4 separate regions of the Mus musculus genome follow, and regions 1, 2 and 3 are each linked to region 4. Evidence: chromatin contacts called from public Hi-C and promoter capture Hi-C data. All regions are on one chromosome and are shown on one strand. Each heading gives the region's core, a stretch centred on a gene start, on an enhancer-like site or on the middle of the called end of the contact. The rest is flanking DNA. Distances are from core to core; before and after follow the strand shown.

Region 1 (2,700 bases), core at 116-2,615, 190 kb after region 4:
TTCTTGTGTAAGTGGTATCTTAGTGTTCCTCTTTGACCCTCCTTTCATCTCTGTTTTATTATTTTTTTTTATTTGTTTTATTTTTTTTTATTTTATTTGATTCCCATTATTTACTTTGGGGATTAAATCAGCATCTTTTAAAACTTATTGTTAGGGTGTGTACATGGAGTTGGGGGAGATGCCATCTAGAGAGGTCAAAGGACAACATCTGGGATTCCGTTCTCATCTCCCTCCTTGTTAAGGCAGGGTCTCCCTTGCTGTTACTGCCACATTACATATCCCAGGATAGCTGACCAGTGAGCTGCCAGGCATAAAACAACACCTTAAACTTACAAAAACCTTATTTGAATAACAAGTTACCTTCTGTAGTATACAGACACAGGACATCTCGTCTAGTCTCTCACCCTTCCCCGCTATACTATCTTTGCCACAGATAGCATGTTTATATGTTTTGTACTCATGAAGACAGACTTGTAACTGGTGTTCTATGCATCGGTTTTCAGGCATACAGACAAAAAGAAAGGCCTTACAACCCGAAGCACGCTAGCACTTTTACCGCGTTGTTACTGCGCCCTGTGCTCATTTCTTCTATGGCTGTGAGTTAACTGGCTAGCATCACTTCGTTTCAGCATGGAGAACTCCCTCTACTGCGCCCTGTATGCTAAGTCCACTGACACCAATGACCTTCTACATTTATCTGGAAATGACCTGCTTACTACTTAATTCCCGAAGGACATTTCTTTATTCTTAACAAAGAACATGTGGATGATGTTCTTCAGGATGTGCGTGTGTTATCCTGTGTGTGGTCTTCCGGTCTCTGTGGTCACTGATGAAAAATTAACTCTTAATCTCAGCATGATCCCCGTGTGTGTAAAGGGTGAATGAATGACTGCTTTTTACATTCTCACTGCAGTTCCCTCTGTCTTCAGTGTCCACAAGAACCATCTGTCGCTCACTGTGGTCCCTAATCCCTCTGGGAGCACAAGCTAAGTCCCAGGGGGCTCTCTGGGTGCTGGGGGAGATAGCAAGGTTTTGACCTTGGACCTGTCAGGGCTGAAGCCTCCTACTCAGAGCCCCGCCTCCTCGTTGCAGTGCCTCCTCCCAGGAAGGCCCCCCCTCCTCCTCCTCCTCCTCCTCCTCCTCCTCCTCCTCCTCCTCCTCCTCCTCCTCCTCCTCCTCCTCCTCCTCAAATCGGTCTCACCTCCCGGGAGTGGATCCGCCTCCTCAGAGTGTCCCCCTCATGCTCAGAGTGGAAGCCTCCTCCCCAGAATGTATCATCCTCCTCAGAGTTGCTCCGCCTCCTTCCCCTCCTCCCCCGCCTCCTCTTCTCCCCCCCCCCCCAACCCCATTCCTCTCCCGCCTCCTCCTCTTCCTCCTCCCCGTCAGAACGTGCCCTCCTCTTCAGAGTTGCTGCTCCTCACAACTCCCCCTCCACCTCAGAGTGAATCCTCCTGAGTTGCCCTTTTTCCTCGAGCTCCTACTCCTCCTGTTCCTGCGAGGCTCCAGACACCTCTTGCCTCTCCTCGGCTGAGTTTCAGAACGCACCGGTAAAGGCAAGGGTTGCAGGGTTGCGGGTCTGCCCATTCGCTGTACAAGGGGTGCGAGGCGGGCCCCCACCCCAACCCCTGCGCTGGGGCTACCTTGGCACTGGAGCGTAGCAGTCCCTCCCCCTGGGCGGGGCTGGAGTGGGCAGAGGGGAACCTCCAAGGGCCTCCGAGTAAACTGTTTTCCATTGTCCCAAGCTGAGGCTAAGATGCTAGAACCTCCTAGAGTCTGATAGAGGGCAGGTTTTGAAGGGCTCATCCCCTAAGACACAGAGCCTGGGAACCCGCCTGTAGCCAGGCCGCAGGGCTGAGAATCTCTGTCCTATAGTAAGCAGAGTGGAGCCTGACCCTGGACCTTTGCATAACCTGCCCTTTGGCGTGCATTCTAGCCTTATCAGGGACAGGCGGTACCTAAGCAAACCAGACCTCTCTCCGAAGACCTCTCTTTTTGCCCTTTGGGGCTCAGCGAAGGTGGGGAAAAGAGGGTGGGGACGGTGAGTGGACCCTGGACCTCACAAACTCTGCTGCACCCCCTGGAACTGGGATGTTGTTGTCAGTGATTGGCTTAGAGGATCCACCCCCATTTAATTAGGAAAAAAAATCTACACTGAGCTGGGCACAAAATCCCAGCACATGGGAAGCAGGAGCAGGAGGATCTCTGTGAGTTTCTATGACAGTCTGGTCTACATGTCTACATAGTGAGTTCCAAAACAGCCAAAGCTACATAGTGAGACTCTGTCTCAAAACAGGAAGGAAGGAAGGAAGGAAGGAAGGAAGGAAGGAAGGAAGGAAGGATAGAAAAAAAGGGAGTGAAATTCCTTGTATGTTCAGTGTAGAAATTCCCTTTTTTTTTCTATCACCAACTAGAATGTACAGTTAATACCTTGTACTCTATCATGGCTGTCCCTACCCAGCAGCCCACCCAGTTCTTGTGGGTGTCAGGGCAGCAGCAGACACTGGAGTATTCTCTCTGTAAACAGCCAAGCATTCCTCGCACCAAGTGTCCTACAGTTCTTGCCTATGTTAACTAACAGACTATTCTAGAGATTTGCTTTCCTTCCCAGCTGTTGGTTTCGTGGGTTTAAACCAGATTCCATACCGTAGCTCAGGCTGGCCTTGAACTTGATGCAATCCTGCTGCTTACAAGTAAACTACC
Region 2 (2,730 bases), core at 71-2,570, 220 kb after region 4:
GTTTGAATGCTAGGTCCCTAGTTAGTGGAACTGTTTTGGGAAGGACTAGGAGGTGTGGCCTTGTTGGAGTATGTGGCCCTTGTTGAAGATGTGTCACTAGAAGTGACTAGAGGCCGGCCCAGTCTTTCTCTATTGTAAGACCTCAGCTGCTGCTTCAAGGCCACTCATGCCTGCCTGCTGCCATGCTCTCCTCCATGAGAGTTTAAATGCTGTGTGCTGAGCATATCTGTGTGCATTGTACTTTGACTGGAAGTACTGTTTGTTCAAATCACCACAAAAATATCCATAAAAGCATGGTGCACTTACTATATTAGAATGTCGTTAGGCAGCAATTCTTCAGCTTTTATTTATATAGCAGCGAATATATATAGATATATACCATAGAGTATAGATATAGATTAGATACAGAGGTAGATATAGCTTCCATGGTTTGGGATGTAAAATCCCTAGTCTAAAATGGAAATGATTAGGCTAGGTGAAGTAGCACTAAGGAGACTGAAGCAGGGGAAATGTGGAGTGCAAGGTCAAATGTAACTGCGGGGCTGGAGAGATGCCTCAGTGAGTGCTTAAGCACTCTAACTGCTCTGCCAAAGGACCTGGGCTCAATTCCCAGCTCCACAAAGCAAATCATAACCGTCGGTCCCAGAGGAATCCATAGCCTTCTTTTGGCCTCCATGGACTCCAAAAAGCACACGTGGCGCACACCTATACAAACATCCAAAACACCCACACACATTTATTTACAAAAAGGCAACCGCAAGTGCTGTGGGCACAAACCTGCAGAGGCAGAGAAATCACTGCAAGCTCTGAGGCCAGCCTGGCTGGTCTACGTAAGTGAGTTCCAGGCCAGGCGCAGTGAGACGACAACTCAAAACAATGGCATGAAGTAAGTAAACAAACGGGGCTGAGAAACGCCAAAAAGCTCAAGCCAGAGGCGCTTTTGCGATCGACACCATGTCTACAAGAAAACGGTTTTCCGGAAGCACATACACAATATGCTCAGCAGTACGCACTGTTGCTGCGGAAAGACTGCCATTGCCGCCTGGCACCGTTATCTATGCCCGAGGTCTTCTCCTCCGAGCCTGCCAACCACGGCGCCTGGCTGAAGGAACAAACTTTTGGTAAGAGCAGACAGAGCGCCTCACCGCTGCCTGAAGCCTCGACGCTGCGCCTCCTGGTGGTTCCTCAGCGCCGCCGTTGAACGAGCCAACCCCGGATCGGTGTTTCCGCGGTAGAGCATGCGCATTGCAGAGCCCGAGGCTTCCAGCCAATCAGAGAGCCCTAGTCCAGTCAGTCCTTCCCTCTGCACTGCAGGAGGCACGGCAGCGAGTCCCGTGGCACCGCGCGTGCGCACGCTGAAGGGGCGGGGCTTCCTCGGCAAGATGGCGGCCGCGGCCACCGGCCTGCGCCAAGCTGCTGCTGCGGCAGCCAGTACCTCGGTGAAGCCCATTTTCAGTCGCGACCTGAACGAGGCCAAGCGGAGGGTGCGCGAGCTCTACCGCGCTTGGTATCGGGAGGTGCCGAACACCGGTGAGAGGCAGGGGTGCATTCGGGGCGCCGGAGGCACCTGCCCAAGGTCTCTCGGCCGAGCTGAGGTCACGTAGTGGGACAGAAACGAGCCCTGGGCTTCGGGGGAAGGGGGTCACCCGAGCCAGAGTGCCCCACACCGGGACAGGGCTTCCGAGCGCCCCAGTTGCTTTGGTGGCCTTTGTTCCTTATTTCTTATGGAGCCCCTGGGAGGGGCGTCCGCGGTCCTGAGCTAGCCCCGGGTGCTTCTTGAACCCAGCTTTACAGTTCCAGAGAAGGTTCTAGATGCCCATTCGATTTTGTAACTAAAGTGGCGAAGGGCTTTAGCAGTTATCTGTTACTTAGTCTGGAGAACAAACTGCATCACGAGAGGGAAACGACTTGACGAAGGTCACCCAGTAGCTGCCTGCTGCCCTTTGAAGCCTCCAGACGAAATGGCCCCTCAGAGCTCCCCAGCTTTGCTCACTAGATCAGCTTGCCCCAGAATTTTGAAGTCTAACCCCCTTCTGCTGCAAAACACGCCTTTTCCCGTAGGTGGGAGAATCTAGTCTGTTCACCTGAGTGGCGAGTGTGAATCTGCAATCTTGGTTGTCTCCCTCAATGCTGCCACTGTAGTGGATTTTAAAAGGGGGTTAGCGAGAGTTCAAATGTCCTACATATGTCAGGGACATCTTTTGTTGTTGAGTAGACATGTATTTAACTTGAGCTGATCTGAGGGGAAAGGCGTTTTCCAATGAGTAACAACAGCTCCACAGCACGCCTCAGCACTGCTTGAGAGGCAGCCACACTGTCCTCAGTTTCGACCTTTATTAGCTGTGTGACCTTGGGTAAGATTTTTCACCGGTATTTGCTCATCTGTGAAATGGCCATAATACTGTCTTCTTCCGGGAGTTACTGTATTAAATAGGTTACTTAAGTAACTGATATAAAACTCGGGGGAGGCACTGATGGGAGAAGATTCCTCTTAGTTATTAGAACACAGACTGGAGAAAAAACAAAACAAAAAAACCATGCCCACCTCAGGCTGGAGTTTACCTGACAGTAGTTATAATACTGCACCCTTCAGTCTCTGGGCCTGATGCTTCACAAATACTAAGATTCTGAGTGACGGGTTCTGTCTCAACTTAAACTTGTCTCAGTTTGTCATTGTACAGTTCTTTCCTGAAATCCCTGTGTGCGCACTGACCTTGGTGACAGCTCTCT
Region 3 (2,898 bases), core at 380-2,879, 150 kb after region 4:
GGTGGTACCAGCTCTGGGCTGGTAGTCTTGGGTTCTATAAGAAAGCAACCTGAGCAAGCCAGGGAAAGCAAGCCAGTAAGTAACATCCCTCCATGGCCTCTGCATCAGCTCCTGCTTCCTGACCTGCTTGAGTTCCAGTCCTGACTTCCTTGGTGATGAACAGCAATGTGGAAGTGTAAGCTGAATAAATCCTTTCCTCCCCAACTGCTTCTTGGTCATGATGTTTGTGCAGGAATAGAAACCCTAAGACACCCTCTGAACCAGTAAGGCAGCCCCAAGTAAATGTTGTTCCTTATATGAGTTGCCTTGGTCATGGTGTCTGTTCACAGCAGTAAAATCCTAAGACACATGTATACTCCCTTCACCAACACAGAAAAACCTACACCATGTTTTGTAGTTTAGTACTATCTTTCATCTTAGAGTGGTCTTAGAACTTGGTGCCATGGAAAAGGGGGACCACTATGGACCACAGTCCTCTGGCCCGAAGAGAAATCTGCCTTACCTATGCCCATGTGGAAGACTATTAACAAGAGAGAATGAATGACCAATAAATGAAGGGTGAATAAGAGACAGAGGCCAAATTGTGACAAGTCCCTGAACCAACTTAGTGGCACCCCTAGATTCTCAGACCATTTTCAGCTTCTATAGACTGGGTATGAGAAATCTCATGTTGTATTTCTTGCCACCTGATCAACTGGATGAGCACAGACCTGTAATGAAGATGGCACATGCTCCAGCTGCCTCACTCACTGGCCTTCACTTACCCACCATTACTCTAATTCTCTTCCCCTATTGCCATTCCCTCTCCATAGTGGCTCCTGCCTCTTTCCCTCAACTGCAGAAAACAGCCTCCCACTGCTCCCACACCCACAGAAGCCATTAATTGGGTGCCAGTCATCCCTCATGTCCTACCAACAAAGTGCTCCATGAAGGACTAGGTCTCATTCCTCTGTGAGGCAATGTTCTCAAGCCCGCCAAAGTTTTGCAAGTTTAGCATACAGGGTGTTTGTTTGCACACAATAATCAGATCATCGATCTTGAAGGAGAGGTCTACTGGTCGTGTACCTACCATGCTCAGGCAAGCATGATCAGCTCCTGGGAGAGACTAAACATCACTGGCCCCTCCCAACACTTGGCCAAACAAAAACAGGATTGTGGCTGGGAGCAGAGGTCAAATGGCAACCTTGGCACTCTTTGATATGGTGACAGTGTCCAGGCTTGGGGCTTCCTGATCCTAGGTGTTATATTAAGTGTTTGTCATTAGTCTGTAAGAAGCCTGGGCAGCAGTGAGGCAGCTATGGAGCTGCTGACTGGGACTAGCTTGTGGCCTGTGGCCATATTGACTGTCATCTTCATATTACTGCAGGACCTGATGCACCAGCAAAAGTGCTGCACTTCTTGCTACCTACCTGGCACTGTGCTATGGACTTTGCAGCGTAACCTGCTGCAGGTGGACCTACATAGCATGCCACACAGCCTGTGCAAGGCGAATGACTTAGTGGTGGTTAGTAACTGAGGTTATCATATCTGTAGCAGCACATAATGGAGGTCAGTCCACAGGTCAGACAGGGATCTGAGCCCCAACAGGAGACAGGCTTAGCAAATTTTGTTGACATCCACTGGAACGTTCTAGAGCAAAGGATTTGAGGATCAAAGTTTAGGAGGTAAATCTGGTTGTGACAACAGGGTTCAGGCTAGTTTGAGCAAGCAGCAGCCAAGTATCAAGTCCCGTATGATGCTGTCAAGGACAAGTCATGGTGCAAAGTCTAGTGCACCATGTCAGTCACAGCACTGAGTGGAGAGAGGGGCTGTGGATGGATGCTTGGATCTCTTTTTGCTGTCCCTATCTGGCAGCACTGCCCATGTCAAGGAACCAGAATTTTTTCATGTGTGATGAAATGCTAAGGGGGCCCAGGACAGTTTTCTGGCTCTTGCCAGGTCACAGCTGGGATGTCAAATCTACTGTGATTCCTTTGATGAACTTAACACATAAGATGCCACGGTAATAGGCATCATCAGGCTGGGGATTTAGCTTGTTAAGAACATTTTCCCAGGATATATGAGAACAACACTGAGCAAGACACTCAGACACACACACACACACACACACACACACACACACACACACACACACACCTGCACAAACATACCTGGGGATGCACAACAGGAGCCAGAGAAATGGTCAGAGGGTAAAGGAGCTTGCCTGGCAAGCATGGTGCTTGAGTTTCATTTCTCAACCCATGTAGTAAGGTGAGAACTAACTGTGTGTGCTTAACCCAAACCTCAACATCATTATTGTGGCCATAGCTCTCCTCACATCATGCATACACAACACACATTGGAGTAATAATGAATATTATTACTAGAAATCTTATTTACTCAGCTCATTAAAGGAAGCAGGAAAGCCAAGCATATTTTATGGCTGTTAAAGGTTCTGAACACATTCCAAATTCTCCTGAGCATCCCAGGGTTGGCTGACAAAGTCTTCCCTGGGTGATTGACATTTCTCACCATTGTGGGTAAGCTGGTGACTGAGCACAAGGGGACCTGGGACCCTGACCAGCTACCTCGTACCCTGACTGATGCCTTTTCGGCTGAGAGGGAGAAGGTGAGAGACTATGGGATGTGGTGTCCATTGTGCTGTGACTAACCCAGTGACACTGAAGTGTAACCACCTGAAGTCACTGGGAGGGTATTATGGGGCATTCCAGTCTCTACAGAGTCTGCTGTCCTGCTGTGTCCTAGGCCAAGGGGAACCTTGAGAGTAGCTTCAATGATGCAAATCTATCTCTGGTTGTCCTTGACCAGTTTGGGACTGGGATTGTGGCGAGTTCAGTCACTCTGACCTGGGGCCTTCTACTCACAATCCTGAATCCGGACGTGCAGCGTAAGCCTGAC
Region 4 (2,700 bases), core at 89-2,588:
GAGAGAGAGAGATAAAGAGAGAAGTAAAATGGATTTTGGAGCTCTCCCACAGACAGAGGAAAATCGGGGGACATCCTGTTTACTCTCTAGCCCTTATAGGAGATACCATTAGTTCTGGTTACATCAAGTTCTCTACCCTCTCTGTATTGTCTGTGTTTGGTGCACCAATCTGTTCATGTGTCAATTCGTGTCTTTTTGTTGTTGTTGTTGTTTCATTTTCTGAATGACTGTTCTATGTTTCATGTTGAAAAGAAAAAAAAAATGGTTAAAACTTTATCCGCTGACTATCCATCTCTTGATTCAGTCTCAGTTTACACAGTGGAGGCTGATAAAAGGTTGCCCCACATCTTAGCCAGGAGTAACACACAGCAGGATAGCTCCTGCTGAAAAACTGTTTTTAAAAAGGGGTCTGTACTTCTTAGTTCTAAGGCAAATAAGCTGATAGTTGTTTTTTTCTAGAAAATTCTCTGCAATTCTGATTTTTGGGTTCAGCAAATGACAAAGTGCTTTTTATCTTGAAATTATAGCTAGAAAGTAAAATTCTTTGATTCATCAAAATGTATAAGATTTGTGTAGCCACTTCATTTGGTTTCTGACTGGTCTTAAAAGTATAAATATGCTCTGCCTGTCTTAGTCATAAAGAATTAGCTTATAAGTTATGTGGTATGATTGAAAAGGTGTAACATTAGTAACAAGAAAGTTAGCATAAAACTGGTAATTCAGGGCTGGAGTCATTTTAAAACAACAGCACGTGGCATGAACCAGCCCAGGAAACTAGGCCTCTAGAGATACTTCTAAATTGAGATAATATTTTATGTGATTCTTATCCTAGAAACTAGACTTATAAGAGATAAGATTTAGGGGCTGGTGAGATGGCTCAGTGGGTAAGAGCACCCGACTGCTCTTCCGAAGGTCCAGAGTTCAAATCCCAGCAACCACATGGTGGCTCACAACCATCCGTAACAAGATCTGACTCCCTCTTCTGGTGTGTCTGAAGACAGCTACAGTGTACTTACATAAAATAATAAATAAATCTTAAAAAAATTTAAAAAAAAAAAGAGATAAGATTTAAAACAATGTCTCTTTAATAAAGCATTAAAGTTTGCACTGTCATGCATTCATATATACGAATTGGCAGCCAAACTTGGTAACATGAAAGTGATGTTTCTGATATTGATTTTTAAGAAAATAAATTGTTTAAAATTGGGTTTTGCTTTCCAAAAGTTATGGATTGCAAAAGAAACTTAGAAATTCTGCAATCTGTCCTCACTGCAAGAGGAATAATCTTTGGACCAGGACTCAAGCAGAGATTAATCAATGCTCAGATTAAGAAATATTTACATTTGAGTTAATGAAAAGCTCAGAGGAGCCTCAGAGAGGCTTATGTGGCTTTTCTTTTGTTTTGCAAACCCTGCCTAGGGAAGTTCTTGGGACCTTGCCTCTTCTTGCTTCTGGGGAATAATTTTTTTTAAAGCTAAAACATTATTACAGATCTATCCAGGTGTTGTTCAAAATAAAGTTTAAATTTTAGATTTATGAAAGGTCAATGAGGCTGTAGAACTTACAGAGGCATTACAATCTGGCTTGCCTACTCCATATAGAATTATTATAGATTTGGAAGGTTGTTTTTTCCTTTGCATTGTAAAGCTCTTTCCAGTGAGCTTGTGATCATTGGAAAGTTTTGCCTCTAGGTATGGCTAATAGCCTTATGTTATATAAATAATAATAATAATAATAATTTTTTCTAGTTTTGCTTCAATACAAGAAGCTAAGACTTTGAATCTTTCAATGTATATTGCTTCTTAAGTGGACAGTAATTTATTAGCAAATGAAGGGAAGTTTACTTCAAATCTTTGCTCTCACACAATGAGCTTTAAAGTTTTGGGGAGTAGCTGTTGCTCCAGAAAAGATTCAGAGGCAATATCATTTAAACATTTAGGGTCTTAGTTATCCTAGAAAAATTGTGTACAGAAAATTTAAGAAAGAAAAGATGATTTGTTTACTTCAAATTATTTTCAAAAGCTTCCAGGAGATGTTAATTGGCTAAGACCTCACCTTAAGGTCTTAAGGTGACTCAAGCCTTTGTTGGATGTTATCAAGGGAGATGCAAATTAACTGGTGAGAAACAAAAGGCTTTGCAGAAAGTAGAGAAAGCTTTTATAATTAATTGTTATCAATTGTAATCAATGGTAATCAAATATTAGCTGCTTATTTTAGTTATTGTTACTTAATGTGCCCACAGCAATTCTTTGGCAAAACAGAACATTAATGTAAAATTATCTTTCTTCATCTCCAAGTAAAGTTTCAACATCCTATTATAACACTGCTATGGTGCTAATAAATAATTGTAAGATAAAATCATGAAGGTATTTAAAAAAAAAAACAACAACAGCAAAAAATGTGTCTTAAAAAAAAAGTGTCTTAAAAACCTGATGAAGTGTCTGTTCATTGTTCCAAACAGCAATTAAATTGGTTATTTCAGAATTTTGATATTTGGCCTATTGCATAGCAATTTTTTTTTAGATAAAATTGATAATCATTACCCAAAAGATAAGTTGTTAAAGATTGCTTCTATGCATGCTTTTGCGTTTTCTATAAATTTATGCATTCATGCTTCCCATAAAGAACACATCTACTGTATTTAAAAACAGCCCTTCTATGGGAGAAAAGTATATGAGATTGGATCACATGTTTATTCTG

Evidence for each region. Promoter capture Hi-C pulls out the DNA fragments that hold promoters and counts their contacts. A called contact is a pair of places that touch in the nucleus more often than the background predicts.
Region 1: a Hi-C map of liver shows a contact between it and region 4, with 2.3 times the contacts expected there. The contact joins the promoter of Cyp2d22 here to the enhancer-like site in region 4. A contact is called at or near these places in 4 of 39 promoter capture datasets (embryonic stem cells, hippocampal neurons, liver and 1 more), 1 of 484 Hi-C or Micro-C datasets (liver), 1 of 115 datasets of contacts at active chromatin or transcription factors (embryonic stem cells) and 1 of 9 other capture datasets (adipose tissue).
Region 2: a contact with region 4 is called in a promoter capture Hi-C map of liver, with 3 times the contacts expected there. The contact joins the promoter of Ndufa6 here to the enhancer-like site in region 4. A contact is called at or near these places in 3 of 39 promoter capture datasets (embryonic stem cells and liver) and 7 of 115 datasets of contacts at active chromatin or transcription factors (differentiating embryonic stem cells, embryonic stem cells, hepatocytes and 1 more).
Region 3: a Hi-C map of liver shows a contact between it and region 4, with 2.9 times the contacts expected there. The contact joins two enhancer-like sites. A contact is called at or near these places in 2 of 484 Hi-C or Micro-C datasets (both in liver), 1 of 115 datasets of contacts at active chromatin or transcription factors (embryonic stem cells) and 2 of 9 other capture datasets (embryonic stem cells and pancreatic islet).

Annotation. Positions count from the first base shown.
Region 1 is chr15:82,378,925-82,381,624 of GRCm38.p6, reverse strand. It overlaps Cyp2d22 (cytochrome P450, family 2, subfamily d, polypeptide 22), which reads left to right and starts at 1,365. Exons shown (of 10, transcript NM_019823.4): 1 at 1,365-1,547.
Region 2 is chr15:82,352,881-82,355,610 of GRCm38.p6, reverse strand. It overlaps Ndufa6 (NADH:ubiquinone oxidoreductase subunit A6), which reads left to right and starts at 1,320. Exons shown (of 3, transcript NM_025987.3): 1 at 1,320-1,530. The coding sequence starts at 1,383.
Region 3 is chr15:82,421,847-82,424,744 of GRCm38.p6, reverse strand. It overlaps the pseudogene Gm19267. Among named protein-coding and RNA genes, the nearest start is that of Cyp2d10, 16 kb to the right of the region's middle. Within about 2 kb of position 1,629, at least 3 of the 459 cell types and tissues checked have an H3K27ac peak or open chromatin away from gene starts, as enhancers often do. A contact at or near this core is called in liver, where this site is marked.
Region 4 is chr15:82,571,644-82,574,343 of GRCm38.p6, reverse strand. No RefSeq gene overlaps it. Among named protein-coding and RNA genes, the nearest start is that of Cyp2d12, 18 kb to the right of the region's middle. Within about 2 kb of position 1,338, at least 2 of the 459 cell types and tissues checked have an H3K27ac peak or open chromatin away from gene starts, as enhancers often do. A contact at or near this core is called in liver, where this site is marked.